3 separate regions of the Sus scrofa genome follow, and all the other regions are linked to region 1. A link is a contact called in public Hi-C data. All regions are on one chromosome and are shown on one strand. Each heading gives the region's core, a stretch centred on a gene start, on an enhancer-like site or on the middle of the called end of the contact. The rest is flanking DNA. Distances are from core to core; before and after follow the strand shown. Region 1 overlaps RARA (retinoic acid receptor alpha). Region 2 holds the start of NR1D1 (nuclear receptor subfamily 1 group D member 1). Region 3 has its middle 16 kb from the start of CCR7.

What was found. Hi-C and Micro-C count contacts between places; a contact is called where the count stands out from the background.
Region 2: a Hi-C map of liver shows a contact between it and region 1, with 2.4 times the contacts expected there. The contact joins the promoter of NR1D1 here to the enhancer-like site in region 1. A contact is called at or near these places in 1 of 5 promoter capture datasets (liver), 2 of 47 Hi-C or Micro-C datasets (heart right ventricle and liver) and 2 of 2 datasets of contacts at active chromatin or transcription factors (alveolar macrophages and skeletal muscle).
Region 3: a contact with region 1 is called in a Hi-C map of liver, with 4 times the contacts expected there. The contact joins two enhancer-like sites. A contact is called at or near these places in 2 of 47 Hi-C or Micro-C datasets (embryonic fibroblasts and liver) and 1 of 2 datasets of contacts at active chromatin or transcription factors (skeletal muscle).

What each region holds. Positions count from the first base shown.
Region 1 is chr12:22,058,226-22,061,775 of Sscrofa11.1, forward strand. All of the region lies in intron 2 of RARA (retinoic acid receptor alpha), which reads right to left. Among named protein-coding and RNA genes, the nearest start is that of GJD3, 20 kb to the left of the region's middle. Within about 2 kb of position 1,661, at least 27 of the 83 cell types and tissues checked have an H3K27ac peak or open chromatin away from gene starts, as enhancers often do. A contact at or near this core is called in liver and skeletal muscle, where this site is marked.
Region 2 is chr12:22,262,017-22,265,566 of Sscrofa11.1, forward strand. NR1D1 (nuclear receptor subfamily 1 group D member 1) reads left to right here and starts at 1,533. Exons shown (of 8, transcript XM_021067027.1): 1 at 1,533-2,203. The coding sequence starts at 2,173.
Region 3 is chr12:21,871,719-21,875,268 of Sscrofa11.1, forward strand. No RefSeq gene overlaps it. Among named protein-coding and RNA genes, the nearest start is that of CCR7, 16 kb to the left of the region's middle. Within about 2 kb of position 1,558, at least 18 of the 83 cell types and tissues checked have an H3K27ac peak or open chromatin away from gene starts, as enhancers often do. A contact at or near this core is called in liver, where this site is marked.

The sequences.
Region 1 (3,550 bases), core at 411-2,910:
AGAGGGCGGCCAGGAGGGTGACCCAGCCAGCAGGGGCAGCCCCCACTAGCCAGATCCTCCCCAATGCCTGGCCCTGTGCCCATCACCCCAGGCAGAACAGGGCTGGGCTGCATGGGGGGAGGGTGTCTATACCCAAAGCCTGGGCAGCTGGGGGTGTTCTGTGCTGGAAGAGAACTACGACTCAGTCAACCCCAGATTCCCAAAGGGCCGCTCGGCATCTTCCTGAGGCCTTTGCCAAGTTCGCTTGTCCAGGGCTGGGGGGGGGTGGCAAGGCTGCCTCCTCCCACACCCCAGAATCCTACCTAGTCTCACCCTTGACTCCAGGACACGAGGCCCTGGAATTCAAAGGGGCCCAGAGTTCCTGCCCAAACACCTCCTAGCACCTCATGACTCACAGGGCCCCAAAGTCCAGGCACAGAGAAAAGAAGCACCTGCATGGGGGCGGGGGCGGGGCAGGGCCCGACTAGCTGCATCCCGATACCCTCCCCCTTTACCTGCAGACACAGCCAGGGACTGCCAGGCAGTTGATGACAGGGAGCCAGGCCAACAACCTTGGCAGGACTTTCCTGGCTCTTAACTGGGCCTGGGCACCGCTTTCCTAGTCAGCCTGGCTGACCAATACTGCCATGGCCCCATGGCCCTGGCCCTGCCCAGGGACCAGCCTGCAGCAAAGGCACAGTGGATGCCCACACCCTCACAGGTCCACAGACTCTTCGCTGATCTCCCCCACTCTCTGCTCCTCACCCCAAATCGAACGGTCCTGGCCTGGTTTTCCCCTGCCTCACTCTCCCGGAGGCCAGACAAGCAAATCAGACAGGCGAGAGGCCTGAGAACAGCTGCTGGGGGTGGGGGGCGGGGTTGGGGGGCCTGGGTGAGGCCAGGAGGCAGAGGGGTGAGCGACAAAGGAGCCCTTTGTTGTGCTAACTTTTTCCAAGACGTAAAAGGAGTAACAATAGACAATCCAGACTGTTGGGGGGGGGTGTCAAGGACAAGGGGAGGTGGGGGGACCATGGCCTAGAATCTCGTCAGCGTTCCAACAAGCAAGGATGGAGTCGCTGACCTCCCCTCCTCTCCCTCCCCATCCAACCTCCGCCTGGGGCCCACCTCCCCGAAGGCCCCCCACCTTAGAGGTGGACCAGACAGGACCCAGGGAGCTTCAAGGCACAGAGCGGGGCTCAGAGAGGGGAGGGGCCGTGGGGAGACACATGGGGGAGATCTGGCTGAGGGACAGACAGCTCTAAGGCCAGGGACCGACTGAAGGGGCAAAGACCTGCAGAAATTTGGAGCTAAAGGCAAAGTCCAGAGGCTCTTTGTGGAACTGGAAGAATGTGCTTTTTAAACGTGTTTTTTAGCAGGAGGGCGGAGATAACCTGAGGTGAGGGGGACACACTTTGAGTTCAAAGAGCCCTCCCTTGGGCCCACCCCACAGCAGCGGGCTGCCTCTGAGGCAGTGACACGGGCTGCACCCCCACCCCCCAGCACACCCCCACCTGTCACCCAGGTAACAGCTCTGAGGTTTCCCACTGCGCCCTTTGAACCCAGAACCCTGGCCCAGTCCCCACCTCCCCGGCCTCCAGCCAGCAGCCTAGGGGAGCAGGGTCCCCTCACAGCCGCTGCGAGAGTGAGGCTGCTGCCTTAACTCTGCATGCCCGACCCAGGAGAGGAAGGACGGCCGCGGCCGGGCCCCTCCCGGCTCACCTCCCTCCCCAGAGGGCCCGGCCCACGAATCTCTCCTCTTCCTGCAGAAGGACGAGGCGGGAGGAGCGCCACACCTTCTCGGCTCAAAGTTCCAGCGCCCAGCGGAGGGCTGGCACCGGCCCAGGGAGCCAGGCGTGCCCTCCCGCCCGCGCTGCCACCGTGCCCCTCCCCCGCTCGGCTCCACCGCGGGCGGGCGGGCAGGAGGCGCGGAGCGCTCGGGAGTCCCCGCGCCCCACAGCCGCTCGCAGCCTCGCACAAGGGGCCGGTTTCCTGGAGGAGATCAGCAGGAAATCAGCCGGGCCCCCGGCCAGCGGCTCCCCTCCCAATCCAGCTGGCGCCCGCTCCTCCGCGGCTCCCCTCACGGCCCCCGGGGAGGGCTGGGGACGGGGCGCGGGGCCCTGGGTCCGCCCTTCCTCCACCCCGGAGAAGGGTGGGGGTGGCTCTGGGTGCAGCGCGGGCGGCGGAAGAAGGCCCCTACCCAGCGGCGGCCGATAAGCATCTCCCCCTCCCCCCACTACGGGCATCCACGTGCTTCACATTCTTGGACGTCTGGGAGCGGGCGGAGGCGTGAGCGGCGAGATTGGTGGGGGACAGATGGAGAGCCACATCCTGTGTACCCCGTGTCCTCTGGTGCCCCGAAACGCGGGCTCCGCGGAGGGAGGCACGGTCCCCAGGGCCCTGCAGGATCTGCAAGGCCTCCTCCCACGGCCAACCTACCATCAATTCCGACCTTCGCTGGAGGTGGCAGAAGGAAGTGGGGCACTGAGCGTAAGGGGACTGGAGGGCTCCCTGTCACCGGAGAACCTACACGTACTACACCGAGGGGTTCGGCAGTGACCCCGTGTACTCCAGATAGTCAGGTCGCCGCCCTACAGGTCCCTCTTGTGGCCCCATGACAACTCCCACAGCCACCCTCCAGCCTACAGCCTTGGGAGCTGAGCCCCCGGCTACACACCTACACCAGGAGCCTGGGAACAGGGAAGGCCAGGCCTTCAGCTCCACCCCAACAGGCCTCCACTTCCCCAAGGCCAGCTGGACTCCAGCCTCCTCACACACACCCCACTCCCCCAGTGTGGAGCCAGGAAGAGCTGAACAGCCCCCAGAGGCTAGAGCCCAAGGTCTCAGATCCCAGCTGCCCCGCCCCAGGCCTCTGGCCAAGGCGGCCAAGGCTGTGGAGGAAGTGACCCTGGCAGCCAGGCCCCAATGATCCCGCTTAGCAGGGGACACCCTCCTCGAGTTCCGAGAGGATGTGAAGGAGGATCCCGGCATGGGTCACACCTCTCACCTGTGCCTTTCTGCTTTTACAAAAGCCCACCCACGTTCACGCCTCCCTCTCTCCCTCCGTCCCCAGCCTGCAGCCTCCCAGCCAATCTGCCCCAGGGGCAAAGGTCAGGGGGCAGGACAATAGAAAGGCTGTGGGGTGAGGTGGCTCTGAAAGGGGCCAAGGTGGGTGTCTTGCCACCTCAGGTGTCTCCTCCTAGAGCAAAGAGGTTAGGGGTTGCCCTTCAACCTTCTGCAAGCCGCCAGGCCCCCAGAGACCCCCTCAGCCCCTCCTCCCTGGCAGACAGGAGGGAGGCAGCCGGGCAGGGGAGGGCGGGAGAGGCCCCAGGGAAGAGCTGAGCCCCCAAGCAGAGTAGAGCAGGGGAGGGGACGAAACCAGAGCCAAGTAACAATAACCCCCTAAGCGCCGCTCTCCCCCACCCAGGTACACTACTCACAGCAGGGTACAAACACGCCCAGGTGTGCACCCCAGGCGCTCACAGCTCCCGCCAGGGCCCAGGGCCCCTCCCTTCCAGGGGAGCCTGAACCCAGACAGGGGACGGCACTGGCGGCGGCGGCGGCGGCAGCGGCT
Region 2 (3,550 bases), core at 283-2,782, 200 kb after region 1:
TCACCACCCAGCTCACTCCTTCCTTGGTGTTTGCACTCCTCCCTTTTCTCTGCCTCTTTGGTGGCTGTTGCCTTTCCAGGCATCTATCCATGCTGTCGCAGGAGCTCCCTGTGTGCAAGTGGAGAAGGGCTTCCTGTGTGAAAAAGAAAAAAGAAAAAACAAACTCTCCTTAGAAGGCAGTGGGACTGGGAGGGATTAGCAGGAAGCAGCAGGTGGCCCAGGTTCATTCTTCACTCGCCTGCTGCAAGAGGCTCCCAGGAGTTCTTGTGGCTCAGCAGTAATGAACCCGACTAGTGACTGGTATCCATGAGGACTCAGGTTTCATCCCTGAGCCTAAAGGTCGGGCGTTGCCATGAGCTGTGGTGTAGGTCGTGGACATGGCTTGTATCCCATGTTGCTGTGGCTGTGGCTGTGGCTGGCAGCTGCAGCTCCAATTCGACCCCTAGCCCTGGACCTTCCATGTGCCGTGGGTGTGGCCCTAAAAAGCCAAAAAAAAAAAAAAGAGGCTCCCAGCTCTCTACGTAGCCCAAACCTCAAACAGAATAGACCACAGAATAGACCTCTCTCTACTTTACTTGAGACCAGGACAGGTTTGCACCAATGGGGCAGTTGCTCCTCTAAAGAGAGATGCTGGCTGTTTCTAACCCCTGTTCAGTGTTTCACTTTCACAGCCACCCACCTCCCTAACGGTGGGCAAATGAAACTAGCAAGGGATGTCTGACCTTGGGCCAATCGCTCCTTCTAAGCCTCATTCTCCTGTCAGCAAAGGAGGGAGGGTAAGGCGGTCTTTGTGTGCCCTTCTGTGGAATCCACGCTACCCTGAAGCACTGGGGGTGGAGGTGTCACTCTGCTCCCAGGCTCTTGCCTCACCTCTGGCTCCTTTACGTTAGGACGGAAAAGCACTTTCACCACAGTTCCCCTTCCTTGTCTTTTTTATTTCCCAGACAAAAGGAAATGACTCACCCCAAAGTCAACTTGAGTGGGTGGGGTGGTGTCATACAAGCAAACAGGGAGTCCCCAAGGACATCCTCACCCCCATGGCAACTCTTTTCCCTACAAGGAGTCACGTTTCCTTTCCATCTCAGGACTTGGTCCTGAGCAGCAGAAGTTCAGCTTAAGTTCCTGACCCTGGGGGTGTCACCCTCCCCTACTTGTCATCTCTCTCCTGTTAACAGTAACCTCAAAGGCTAGGTCAGTCCTGCAATCACGTGAAGCCCTCACGTTTGCAAGGTCTGCAGAAAGGAGCTGTTAGCTTTGATCTCCCAGGGAGCAGCCAAGCTTGCCAGTCCCTCCTTAGGAATTCACATGCCTCTGCCATACAGGCTTTCCAAACGAGCCACCCTGAGCCTTCAGCGCACCCCACCCCATGCGGCTCTCAGCTCCTCCCCGGTCCCAGCAAGAGCTTTTGCAGGAGGAAGTGGGGAAATAACGCAGCCCGCCCACTTTGCCAGCGGACTACATATCCCGACAGCCTCGGGTTTACGCAGGCGCACGGAGCTCAACGTGCCTGCTGCTGGAAAAGTGTGTCACTGGGGCACGAGGCGCTCCCTGGGATCACATGGTACCTGCTCCAGTGCCGCGTGCGGCCCGGGAACCCTGGGTTGCTGGCGCCTGCGCAGAGCCCTCTGTCCCAGGGAAAAAGGCTGGGGCAAAAGGCGGCTGAGATTGGCAGAGTGAAATATTGCTGCTGAGGGAACGTAGCAGGGCACACGTCTCGCTTCTTCGCGCCTGGGTGCCCCCTTTCTCCCCATCACCTACTTACTTCCTGACTGCAACCTCTCTCCCTCTGGGACTTTTGCACCGGGAGCTCCAGATTCGCTACCCTGCAGCGCTGCGGAGCCGTCAGGCAGTGGCATCCCGTGCACTGCAGAGACCCGACCCTTCTTGCTACCTTCTGGCCAGAACTACCGCAGGCTGATTCCCCCCGCCCCTTCCCCCACACTCTCTCTGCTCTTCCCATGCAAAGCAGATCTCCGTTGCTTCAGCGTCCTACCCTTCTGCAGGACTGCAGTCCGGCCAACCCAAGACCTTGCTGCAGGGTGCCTCAGATCCTGATCGCGAACCGGGTCCACTCTTGGCCCTCAGCCAGTGCCCAGGGGGCGACAGTGACAATTCTAACCTCCAGTTTGTGTCAAGGTCCAGTTTGAATGACCGCTGTCAGCCGGTGAAGACATGACGACCCTGGACTCCAACAACAACACAGGTACTAAGATTTCTTTGCTACCATCATTCTTTCTCTGTTGCTGTCTCCTCTCCTCCATCTACGCCTTACGCCTTAGAACAAGAGGAACTTTGTAAGGGACTGGGGACTCCCTCCGCCTAGGGATTTGCTAGTGTGATGGGGGCCACGCTAGGATTTGCTAGACTGGGATTTCCAGAACAGGTTCTTCGGCCTGGGAATGCCCTCGGAGGCGCCCAACCATCACCCCCTCAGAGTCCCAAAGCTCCCTTTAGCCTGAAGCACTCGTATAGCGAGGAAGGAGGAAATGGAGAGCGGGTACGTGTGCTGAGATGAACAGTTTAAAGGAACTGGGAGCTCTGGAGCAGTGCCCCGAAACGCCCCCGTCTGTCCACCCCCTGCAGTTATGGCATGCCTGGACTTCTCAGGAGGACCCCCCCCCCGCGCGCCCCTCCTCTCTTCCTCTTCCTTAGCTCCTGCAGGCTTGAAAGAACTTAAGGAGCATTGGGGCGATCTGGGTTCCAGGCAGGAGGGGCTGGGGGAATGTGTACGATCTCACTGGGGAATCCTCAGTGACAGTAGGGAGCGGCACTTGAGGAGCCCCAAGAGTGGTGCTCTGCCCCAGGGAGGACACCCAGAGCGCCCAAGCGCCCGGAGCGCTCACATGGCTGCGGAGCCGGGCCCACGTGCTGAGTTTGTTTTCATTCAGCTGAAGCCGTGGCCGCCACCCCATTGGTGGTTGCCTCCCGGCCCCGTTACATAATGAGCTCCGCCTCCCAGGTTGCCCAGGCAACGCGTGTTCTCTTCTCTCCTCCCCTCAGTAATCCCCGCCCAGCTGGCGTTCGGAGCCCAGCCCAAGATTCGGACCCCGGACGCTGAGGAGGGGCGGGGCGAGGGCGGGGTTGCTGCTTCGGATTGACAGGAAGAGGAGAGGGCGGGGCCTAGGGTTCTGGGGTTCCTCGTTGGGGAGCCACGTGCAAGAGGCACACGTGGAGCTGGGACGTGAGGCCGGCTGAGGGCTTGGCTCCCGCCCCGCCCCGCTGAGATCTGGGTGAAGCTGGGCTGACTCACCGCCCCCGCCTGCCTCCTTTTCCTGTCCTCCTGGCCGGGGGGGGGGGGGGGGGGGGGGGCCCTTCCCTATAACCGATGAAGCGTATGATGGAGCCATCCCTGACCTCTCGTGCCCTCATGTTTACACCCTCAAAGGAACCATATCTAGCTACCTTTCTCCTAACTCCTTTCCCCTTTATTCTCTCTGCACCTACCTCACTGTACTACCTTTAGACCCAGCTTCTCCACCTTACAAATTCTTTCTGCTTCCCAAGCATCTCCTTTCTTAGTCTTGCAAATAATGCTTTACCCCTACTGGCA
Region 3 (3,550 bases), core at 308-2,807, 190 kb before region 1:
GATCCGGCATTGCCGTGAGCTGTGGTGTAGGTCACAGACGACGCAGCTCGGATCCTGAGTTGCTATGGCTGTGGCTGTGGTGTAGGCTGGAAGCTGCAGCTCTGATTCACCCCCTAGCCTGGGAACTTCCATATGCTGCGGGTGCGGCCCTAAAAAGCAAAAAAAAAAAAAAAAAAAAAAAGACTTTTAATAAATGATAGCTTAAAAAAAAAAAAAAGCCACTAACTACAAGGAAACCAAATTCATTTCCTTCCCCATACATTTTTATAAATCGAGCTGGAGCAGCTTTGAGATTAGTCTCCCCTGCCCACCCATTATGCAGATGAGTCAACTGAGGCCCTGAGAGGGAAAGGACTTGCCTGAGGTCTCTCACGAGCTCTTGGCACTGCGAAACTCGAACCTGGGTTCCCAAGCCCCAGAGCTCTTCCCCCCACCCTCCTATTCTCACTCACACATCCCTACGCATCCACCCTGGCACACACCAGCCTCCTCCCAGACTGCCTAGCTCTTCTCTGGCAGGTCCCATCCCTCTTGTCCTGTGGCCAGGTCCCCTCTCCCCTCCGGTAGTGCCCACCTTTGCCACAAGATCAGGGAGAACAAAATGCAAAAGACATACGGCAGCAAGTCCAAAAGAAATCAGGCAACTGTTCTTTCTAAGAAAGGACCTTCTCCACAGGGAACTACATCCATTCTCTTGGGATAGACCATGACGGAAGACGGAAGAAGAGGAATGTTGTACAACTATAGATGTGATAAAATTCATTCAGTAATTTAAAAAATATAAATCAAAAAAAAAATTTTTAAGAAAAAAAAAAAAGGAATATATAGGAGTTCCCGTCATGGCTCAGCAGAAACAAATCTGACTAGTATCCATGAGGACGTGGGTTCGATCCCTGGCATTGCTCAGTGGGTTAAGGATCCGGCATTGCCGTGAGCTGTGGTGTAGGTCGCAGACGTGGCTTGGATCTGGCGTGGCTGTGGCTGTGGCTGTGGCCAGCAGCTGTAGCTCTGATTAGACCTCTAGCCTGGGAATTTCCATATGCCACGGTGCAGCCTTAAAAAAAAAAAAAGAGAAAAGGAATGTGTGTGTGTGTGTATATATATGTGACTGGGTTGCTTTGCTGTACAACAAATAATTTGCACAACATTGTAAATCAACTATACTTTAATTCTAAAAATGCAAAAAAAAAAGCAAGAAAGGGCTTTCTCTGGGAGTTGGGGTCGCAGTTGCATTTCTATATTGAGAGGGAACTGTTGGAGGGAGAGGAAGCTGGCCTCTGCGGTGGGGGTTAAGGCAGATGAGATGGGGAGAGGGAAGGAATTCTGAGTGATGAGCAGAAGGCAGGGGGAAGGAGGGCCAGGGTGGTCTAAGGATGAGAGGGATTGAACCTGCATCCTCAGGGACACACTACGTCAGGGTCTTAACCCGCTGAGCCACAACAGGGACTTCAACATAGCCTTGTTTTTGTCTGTAGTTCACCCATCCCCGGGGAATCCACTGGCTGGGCTGCTCTATGCGTCACAATGACCACTACACAGCGTGAACTCCAGGTTCTCATCGTTGAATAAATAAACATTTCCCTGCAGGGCAGGGTGCCCGCGGGCTTAGCCTGGGGCTGCCGGCCCCATTCCCTCTCAGGCAGTAGGTCTCAAGGTCAGACAGTAGGAGGGCAAGAGGGCAGGAGAGGAAACAGGACTGGTCCCAGGATCCTCCCGGTGCCAAGGTCAGTGCTTGCTCGGGACAGAAGAGTTGATCATTGGTCTGAGTAAATACCTGACACTGTGAAGTTCTGCAGATGCTGCGGATGAAATGTCCCCAACCTCTTTCCCAATGTTTAAAAAGAGGCCTGGGAACGCGGGCACATTTATCTTGTATGGTTTACGCAAAAGGCACTCGGTGCCGAGCCTCAACCTGATCACATGCAAAGCCCAAGGCGTGCGTTCTTCTCCCCGGACTAGGGGGACTTGGGGGGCATAGCCAAAGCCCAGGGGTCAAGCCAGGCACCAGAAGCCACCCACAGGGGCACCAACTCTGCCTCCAACCCCTCCTCCCCAGCAGCCTACTCCCTGAACACCGCCGGCTCACCCGCACCGACCCCTCTTTCCACCGCACACCTGCTCAGCTCACCTCCACTTCAGAGATGCTCACCTGCCCAGTGAGCAAGCTCGGGAGTCCAGGGAAAAGGGAGTGGGAGAAGGATGGAAGGCTCTGGGCGGATGGATACATCCCTCGGCCGGCCCCTCCCAGAACAAGACACAGACCTGGACCCTCCCCCCTGGGGATCCTCCAATCCCGTCAAAGGCAGAACTTGGGCTTTCGTCCAAGAAGTACACCTGTTTGGGCCCCACCCCACCCAGGCCCGCATAGCCTTGGGGAGACCCTGGGCTACTTGGAGCTTGTGAGCTTTCACTGCTGGGAGAGTCAGACAGAGCCGGGTGATAGCAGGGGAGCGGGGGGGCGGGGGGGACGAGGAGTGGAGGGTGATGGAAGGGATGCAGGAAACAGAGCCTCAGAGAACAGAACCTCAAAGAAGGCGGGGCGAGGGGAGGGGCTGTATTAAGTTCGAAGTGGGGACGGGCTTATGGGTACCCAGTGCCTATGATGTGCCAGGACTGTGCTAGATACACCACCTCCTGCTGAATTCTGTGACAGCAGGTGAGGAAACTGAGGTTCAGAGAGCTTGTGTAACTCACCTGCGGTAACACAGCTAGCAAGAATAACTACAGCTTCCTTAGGATGTTATCATGTGCTACACACTGTACTAAGCATCGTATCTTATGCCATTTAATTCTCACAATATCCCTACTAGAATCCTATTTTATTTTATTTTTATTATTATTGTTTTTTTTTAATGGCTGCACCCGGAGCATACAGAGGTTCCCAGGCCAGGGGTTAAATCCGAGCCACAACTGTGACTTACACTGCCGCTGAGGTAACACCGGATCCTCTAACCTACTGTTCCGGGCCAGGGATTGAACCTGTGCCTTTGCAGCCACCGGAGCCACTGCAGCCAGATTCTTAACCCACTATACCACAGCGGCAACTCCTAGAGTCCCATTTAGAAAATAGGCAGTTGATGGAGTTCCCATCGTGGCACCATGGAAAAAAATCCGACTAGGAAACATGTGGTTGTGGGTTCGATCCCTGGCCTCACTCAGTAGGTTAAGGATCCAGTGTTGCTGTGAGCTGTGGTGTAGGTTGAAGACATGGCTCAGATTTGGTGTGGCTGTGGCTGTGGCTGTGGCTGTGGCGTAGGCCAGCAGCTGTAGGTCCGATTCGACCCCTAGCCTGGGAACCTCCATGTGCTGCGGATGCAGTTCTAAAAAGACAGAAAAAAAAAAAAAAAAAAGAAAGGAAGGAAGGAAGGAAGAAAAATAGAAAATAGGCAATTGAGACTCAGAGGGGTTAAGGAAGTCTGTCGAAGTCACACTGCTACCCTGATTTCGGGCAGTTCCAGCTGGCTTTCAAAGCCCACACTCTGGCCACTCCTTTACGGGGCCAAAGAAATAACTCTTTATTCACGACCAAAAATGTATGGAGCCCCTCCTT